Linked DNA regions of Anas platyrhynchos: region 1 is linked to region 2. Evidence: chromatin contacts called from public Hi-C data. All regions are on one chromosome and are shown on one strand. Each heading gives the region's core, a stretch centred on a gene start, on an enhancer-like site or on the middle of the called end of the contact. The rest is flanking DNA. Distances are from core to core; before and after follow the strand shown. Region 1 holds the start of ARMC3 (armadillo repeat containing 3). Region 2 overlaps PIP4K2A (phosphatidylinositol-5-phosphate 4-kinase type 2 alpha).

The links. A called contact is a pair of places that touch in the nucleus more often than the background predicts.
Region 1: a contact with region 2 is called in a Hi-C map of subcutaneous adipose tissue, with 1.6 times the contacts expected there. The contact joins the promoter of ARMC3 here to the enhancer-like site in region 2. A contact is called at or near these places in 2 of 8 Hi-C or Micro-C datasets (skeletal muscle and subcutaneous adipose tissue).

What each region holds. Positions count from the first base shown.
Region 1 is chr2:140,897,162-140,900,781 of IASCAAS_PekinDuck_T2T, forward strand. ARMC3 (armadillo repeat containing 3) reads left to right here and starts at 1,733. Exons shown (of 18, transcript XM_072033698.1): 1 at 1,733-1,847. LOC106020362 (a long non-coding RNA gene) reads right to left here and starts at 211. Exons shown (of 4, transcript XR_002406741.4): 1 at 71-211.
Region 2 is chr2:140,755,754-140,759,444 of IASCAAS_PekinDuck_T2T, forward strand. All of the region lies in intron 5 of PIP4K2A (phosphatidylinositol-5-phosphate 4-kinase type 2 alpha), which reads right to left. Among named protein-coding and RNA genes, the nearest start is that of PIP4K2A, 97 kb to the right of the region's middle. Within about 2 kb of position 1,693, at least 3 of the 8 cell types and tissues checked have an H3K27ac peak or open chromatin away from gene starts, as enhancers often do. A contact at or near this core is called in subcutaneous adipose tissue, where this site is marked.

The DNA of each region.
Region 1 (3,620 bases), core at 483-2,982, 140 kb after region 2:
TTCTGTAGTTACATTCATCTCTCCTTACATTTGTCATCTGCAGTGCCTCTTTAGAAAAATAAAGACCCACAAGAAGTTTGTGAAGCAGGTGACTTGCCTCTCTCTACCAAGCAGCTACATTTTTTCCCCCTTCTTTCCCTGTCTCTAATATCCATTGTAACTATCAAAGATCAGTGGGACTTCATGGAGAGTCAGTCAGTCTGAGACTGGCTTTAGATCTTCAGTATGATTTCTCTGGTTAGATACAGATCAGTATAAATGGCTCCGACTTGTTATCGCAGCTGTTTCTAGTGAAGGTGATCGTAAATCTCTACGTTTTCTACGGGAGTGGTGATGGTAAAAGTGGAACAAGACACCATTATGTATGGGGCTTGTTTACAACTAAAAATGACCCACCAACTCTTCTGCTACAACTGTAATCACATTTATCACAGAATAAACCAACAAGGCCTGGACCTATTTGTGCTACGATCTCTGCAGATTGATATGGATTATAAAAATAGAACTGAATTTATACTTGCAGTGCAACGTAATAAAAAATCTGGGAAGAAAGGAATGAGATATGTGATAAAAAAGAGATCACAGGAGAGAGTTAATAGTAGCTGTAATGTCTTTACCTATTATTACCCGATTTTGAGGTCCAAAAATGATTATATTTGCCTGTTCCCATTTGCTTCTGCAGTTACTGATGGCAATTAAACTGCAATTTGAAGTTAGAAAATGTTATTCGATTTCAGAATTTGGCTTAGCATTCACTCCAAAACAGCCTTAGCTGGCAAAAGAGAATACGACAATGAATTCTTGTTCTGAAAATAGCACAACTATCTGGCATGGCTTTCTCCATCATCAGCCCAAAGCTGATAATAGAAAGGAGATAACTCTTCTGGTCCTCTAACAAAGCTCTGTGCTGGTGTCTTAACTGCGGGGCCACCATGCATGATGCTCTAACAGAGATTTGCCTCTGCCTTGCTCTATGTTGCATAACTGTTTTATCTGCTTGCTCCCAAGAACCGACGGCTTTTTATTTTCCCACAAATGCTCTGCAGACAGTGAAACAAGAATAATATGAGCCAAAAAAGAAAGGAAGGAAGGAAGGAAGAAAGAAAGAAAGAATATGATGGAAGGATGCACAGGAGAACTTTTAGTTTTTAAACAGATGGTATATATTTATTAATTTTCATAAGAATTCAGTATTACTTGTGTGAGGAACTAGCCTTTCTCTTTCATTTAGAGAAGTTAAGGATTTATTTTTTCATCAGTACCCCAGCCCACCTGTATTAAAGACTTAGCCCTTCCCTAAAAGAATTGCCACTTGCACTCCTGAGTGGGGATAAATTGCAAAGGGGACTCAACTGCGTGCCATTATTTGCCATTTTCCCCTCTCCCACGGCTGCTTACAGCAAAATCCAGGGCCAGAAGCAGGATCCTCGCTTCCCTCTGCCCTGTACCCTCAGCTCCCCCCTCCAAAGCCCTCCCTGAACTCCTGCCCCGCCACACTGCGGCCAAAAACAAGCAAAAAGCCGCATTTCTAGCAGCCGGGGCGCGGCCTGGCGGGGTAAAGGGGGCGGCACAGCGCTCTGCAGTGACACAGGGAGGGCTGCAGGCGGCGGCAGGGCCACGGGGAGCCCGCTTGGACCCGCCGCCGGGCGGCTGAGGGAGCCGAGGGGAGGCGGGGGGGCCGCCATCCCGGGCTCCCCTCAGCGGCGCCCGGCCGCGGGCGCCACCTTCCCGCCCGCCGCCCAGCGCATGCGCCGCAGCCGCCTCCTAGCAACAGGGGAACGGCGGCGCCATCGGGGAGCGGGGCCGGGGGGCTGAGGGGAGAGCCGGTGGCGGAGGAATAACGCCCGGTTGGTGCTTTGTTTCTTAAGGTTTCTTTCAGGCTTACTGCTTTGCCTACACCAGTGAGGAAAGTAGTGTAGTCTCAGGGTTATAATAAAGCTGTGAGGTTTACCTGCGGAGTTCGTGGGGGACAGCAACGTGAGAGGTGTCGCACCTAAAGCTGTGTGGATAATAGACGAGAGGGGGGAAATGAGAGAGACTAAACCTTAAAGACAGGTGTTTTACCCTAAATACCGCTAACAGGTGGGTGGGCTGTGGGGGAGCAAATCTCACCGAATTTTGGATGTTTCAGAGGTTGGGGGCATCTGCAGGCAGGCATCACAACACCAAGTAGGGGCTTGCTGGCAGAGGAGCATCGTCTGCAGAACAGAAACCTTCCTTTGTAATCTGTTACTAACCTGAATGTGTCATCTATATAACATACTCCAATACTATATTATCTTAACCATTTTTAGGCTTTTGATTATTGTTGCCGTTTTCTGATTATCTGAATTAAGTGATAGGTCTGCCCTTGTAACCATAAAAATCATGAATGTGACAGTGACCCGCTTGAGGTGTTTCCAATAGTATAAATATTTAGTGTAAGTAACATGTTTTGCTATGTGCTAGTAAAGGAAGGGAAGTAATTGACAAAAGCTCAAACACAATACGAATACAATAAACTGGCCATGAATAAATGGACACTGAAAACTAAAAAAGGTCTCTTCTGAGCAATCAGCTCAGCAACAGCTTTTCAGTGAGAGGAGTGGAAACAAAATACCTACTGTGTTTTTTTTTTAAGGTAGAGCGTTAGAGTTATCTGGTGGGATTAATGGGACGTGGTGCATGTGACAGGCAGGAATGAATCTGACCATTCAGAATGTCACGTTCAGCCCCATGTCCCTACAAAGCTGGCAGATGGAAGCATTTGTTTTAAGACACGTACATTGGCACAACTGCTTAAAAACTTCAGCGTGTCTTTAATTTTTACTTGTCTTTAAAATGTGCTTCTTCCAAAGGCAGACCAGCTTTGACTTCTATATGAGAAATGTCCTGCTATTATTCTTCAGGAAAAGGTTGCATAACTTCTCTCTCTCTCTCTGTTTTTTTTAGATTAAGCCAATTTTTCTTAGACTCTTTCTCATGGGATGTGGGATTTCACTGTGTCTCAGTGAGACATTTAAAATCACACTCATAATTTCTAAAATTCTCCTTCATTTGGGTTGTCACAGCCTGGATTCTCCAAGGATAGATCCTGGGTTTGATGTTATTTAATATATTCATTATAATTTGGAAATGAACAATAACATAGAGAAATCAGAATTTTCTACTGAGATGAAATAGTTTGTATTAATTAAGATTTAAGAAGGTTGTTAGATACATCTGAGAGCTATCCTGATTCTTGTATCATGGTGTAACTGGTAACACCATGGTAAATAAAATTAATTGGTGGTGAATGGAATATAGTTTATGCTCCCAGGAATATTTGGAACACTGTATTCTTCAGTAGTGAACCTGAGTTAACTGTAACCTACTGGGGAAATGACCTGTTTACCATATGTGGATGGCTTAGTGAAAATCTTCGCTGAAGAAATTGGCTAAAAATTAATCCTCAAAAAGATGTAATGTCACTATAATAAATCAGTGGTGCTCTAGAATTGATTATGGTATTCAGGGTTAGGTTATTCATATCTGAGAAAGATTTAACAGTCACAGAGGGGCTCTGAGACAAGAAACATATATGTCTGGAAAAGCTGTATGGAAAAAATAATTAAGACCGTTTAGAAAGGTGATAAATCAGA
Region 2 (3,691 bases), core at 443-2,942:
AATTAAATATTCTTGTGATGGGAGCATTAGTTGAATATCTTCATCTTTAACTCTCCCATGAAGCAATTTGCAACAGCATTAAGGAAAGCCAGAAACTCTCACATGAGCACTGCAGATAAAGTAACCACTGGTTTTAGCACTAAGACCCTCAAATGGGCTCTGTTTTCAGAGGGCAAAGACTGAAGGCTCACAAAAGAAACAGAAAACCAACAAAACAAGCAAAAACTCAGTTTCTCTGGGCTATTTGGTCAAGCAACCTGGAAGTAATAGAAACTTCTTCAATCAGAGCCTTGAAAAAATTTGCCCATTAAGACTGACCATCAGCCTTTCTCCCTGCCCTCACCTTTAATAAACGTAAGAGAAGAAAAGGGTTTGTTTATGCAGGAAATACTGCAGAACACCTGAGTCTTCATATGGAAAGCCAATGGGAATGGAAGGCAGCTAACAGCATCCTGCTGGAATGGCCTCCAGGAGTTTCATCAGTAAGACATTGCTTCTAACTTTAACATAGAACTTTTTTTTTTTTTTTATAGGTTTATTTTCTTTCTACAACACAGTAAGGAAAAGCATCACGAAGTTACTTTTCTCCCAAACATATGTCTTGGATTGCACAGCATTAAAATGTCAGTATCAGAGCAGACCCTGCAATGCCTTTCTGCATCTTCCCAATGGGCAAAAGCTCCTTCTGCTGTTGGGCTATGCACACAAGTGGCTCAGTTCCCTGATTGTCCCAAATTATTTTCTTGGACCTGGAATTTATGAATTGCTGAAGATCCCAGCATGCTCCATTTGTTTTAGAGAAGTGACGCTTCTCTTCCAATAACTGTCCCAAACATTTAAACAATTCCCTAAGATTTTAGTAGTTATGAATCCATGTTAAATCCATTGCATCTCAGCACCTATGAACTTTGCAAAAAACTAAGGTCCGTGCCTCACTGCCCTGACATGTTACTGTGTTGCGTCTAGAATTTTATGATGTATTAGAATACCCTCTAGTGTTGCTCCAGAGACTCCGTCTATTTTAGCTGAAAAAGGAGAGGAAAACCCCGCCTCAGGCAGCTGAGATGGAAGCACAGCCGCGTGTCCAGCCCACACGGCTTCCCTGCACGAGTCGCTCTGAAGTGCGCGGCTGCTTCGCTCGCAGGCACCGTTAGGTGCTCCTTAAAGCAAGCAGCGAGTTGTTTACTGCTCTGTGACAGCACGGTGGGAACTGATTTTCCTTCTGGCCTCCACATTAAATAGTTTAGGACAAAGAAGAGTAGGGGAAATATCAGATAAGCATTCTGGACTGGCAGCTGCAGGGATTATCATACGCGATTGAGCAAACTGCCCCACGGACGAGGGCTAACTCTGCAGAGGCGGGGCTGGGGATCCAGGGATGCTGCCAAGGCCAGGGGATGGAATCCAGCGCGTGGGATGCTCAAGAATGGAGAGGAGATTTGGATGAATTAATTTAGGCTGGAACAATAATGAAAAGAATGCAGGAAACCAAGCTCCCTTCCCTTTTAGCACCAAAATCACTGAAACGTCCTTATCTTAGATTATCTTCGCACCTAGTATATCCCACGAGGCAGAGGTTAAAGTGAAACAAGCCCATCGATTCTGAACAAAAAACACACCCTATTAATGCTGTTTAAAACTGGGGGAGGCAAGGAGGAAGGATGTGCCTGTGGTTTAGACACTGACATGTAGGTTCAGCGCCAGGCCCTGCCGCAGACTTCCTGCACAACGCCGAGCAGCTGATGAGACCCTGCTGGGGTGGGAGGGGAGGCGTGCTTTTCCTCTGAGGGCAGGCCTGTCTTCAGCAAAAATAAACCTCAATTGCAAACAGCATTTTGGGAAGATATTACGATCCAGTAGCGCAGGTCCCACACGCCACTCTCACCTTGCCAATAAGCTATTTTTATTAAAACTGAGCTATGAATCTGACACAGCTGCATCTTTTGCCTGTCATCACAAGGCAAGGGGCGCTCCCAAGGACATTGAGGGCAGTGAATCAGCTCTCCCAAAAGCTGGGCTCTTACCAGCCTTGTAGCCTCCCCCGTCCTCAGTAATCACCCTGAGGATTTTTATCTGAGGTCATGTTTCCTCACCCAAATGCCCAGAGCAGTGAAGACTTGGCAAACACGGACCAGAAGAAATCAAAAGCCAAAACTGACGCAGGGAAACAAAAGGGAGGAAGTAAAAGCAGCAGGTACAATATAAGAAACTGGAGCTAAAAAAGCTGTGAGTCAGTGGTTGCTCTCTCACCACGTCACTTGTATGATGCCTCCCAGCCTGATCTATTCCTTTACTAGACAAAGATCTTTTTTTTTTCCTTTTTCTTTCTTTTTTTTTTTTTTTTTTTCCTGTGCTAGGCTATGTAACTCCACATTTACTTAAACCTTAATAGCCCTAGGGTACTGTTGCAATACCAAATAGTACTCATGACAGCCAGCACAAGTAGCAATTCTAGTAGCACTTATACTGAAATTAATGGCTTAAAGTTAATTTGTGAATTTAGGAATTAAAGCCCATGAAATATGCAACTAGGAGGGGCTCTAGTAGTTATTTAAAATTCTTAATGTATGTACTCATATTGAAAAATTCGAACACGGACATTTTCCTCTTATGCACTTGAATAAATACAAAGAAAACCACATTGTAGCAGTTTGAAACACTATCTGAATGAAAAAATTGAGACTTTGCTTTAATGAAATAATTGATATGATCAATTTTTAATGAAGTCTCAACTATTTCCAATGAAGCAAAATCCTTGTTGGAAAAAGATTCTCCCAGAATGTAATTCATTATAATGAACATATTACTATCATTAAAGAACTAAATATTTTAAGAGCTGCACAGGAGATGAACATCTAACTACTTCCACTAAATTAATAATAGATTTTCTTTCTGAACCACCTCCATCATTTTTAATCCCCTACTTAAAGATGCAAGGAAGGCATACATAGACAAACACAAATTTTACAAATATGAAGTATTTACTAAAAAAGCATGCTACCAATACACTTCAGGTTGGCATTCTAAAGTTTGTCAGGGTCACAGACAATTTTAATGACAGGAAGGTTTTACTGTCTTTCAAAAGGCTGAAAAGCAATAAAGGTTTCTTTGACTAAGAAGACAGAATATGTAAAGCCAGATAAAAAACTAAAATTACTGTGAAACAGTTCACTGACTTAATGTTTTTGTAAAAAAAATATTGAAAGGTAAGAACCAGAGGTAAGGTTTAATTTTGGTGTGAACAAGGATCTAATTTTTGCAGATTTCTTATAGGTCTCAATTCAGCATATTAAATATTAATATTAAATTATTACATTATAATACTAATATTAAAATGAAGATTTTTTTTTTCCAAAGGGATTTTTGTACATCATGACCTAGGATAATGATCCTGGCTAGTATTAATGCTGGTATTTTGGAAAAAGTTTGCCAAAATACCTGTAGGACAGCTAAGTTTGAGAGTAAGTCTTTGAGTGGAGAAGGAGAAAAGACTCACTAATTTCACAACCTGGCAGCAATTTCTCACCTAGCAAAAGCAAAGATGAGATTGTAGGAGAAATGCTGCATGGTAATCTTGTTTGTTTGTTTGGAACTAGTCACCAGCTAAGTTACTCACACAGCTAGTAACTGGCAAACAGTTTATAACTTTTGGAAGTGGTATAAAACATCTGCCAGGAGCGATGTTCCACAC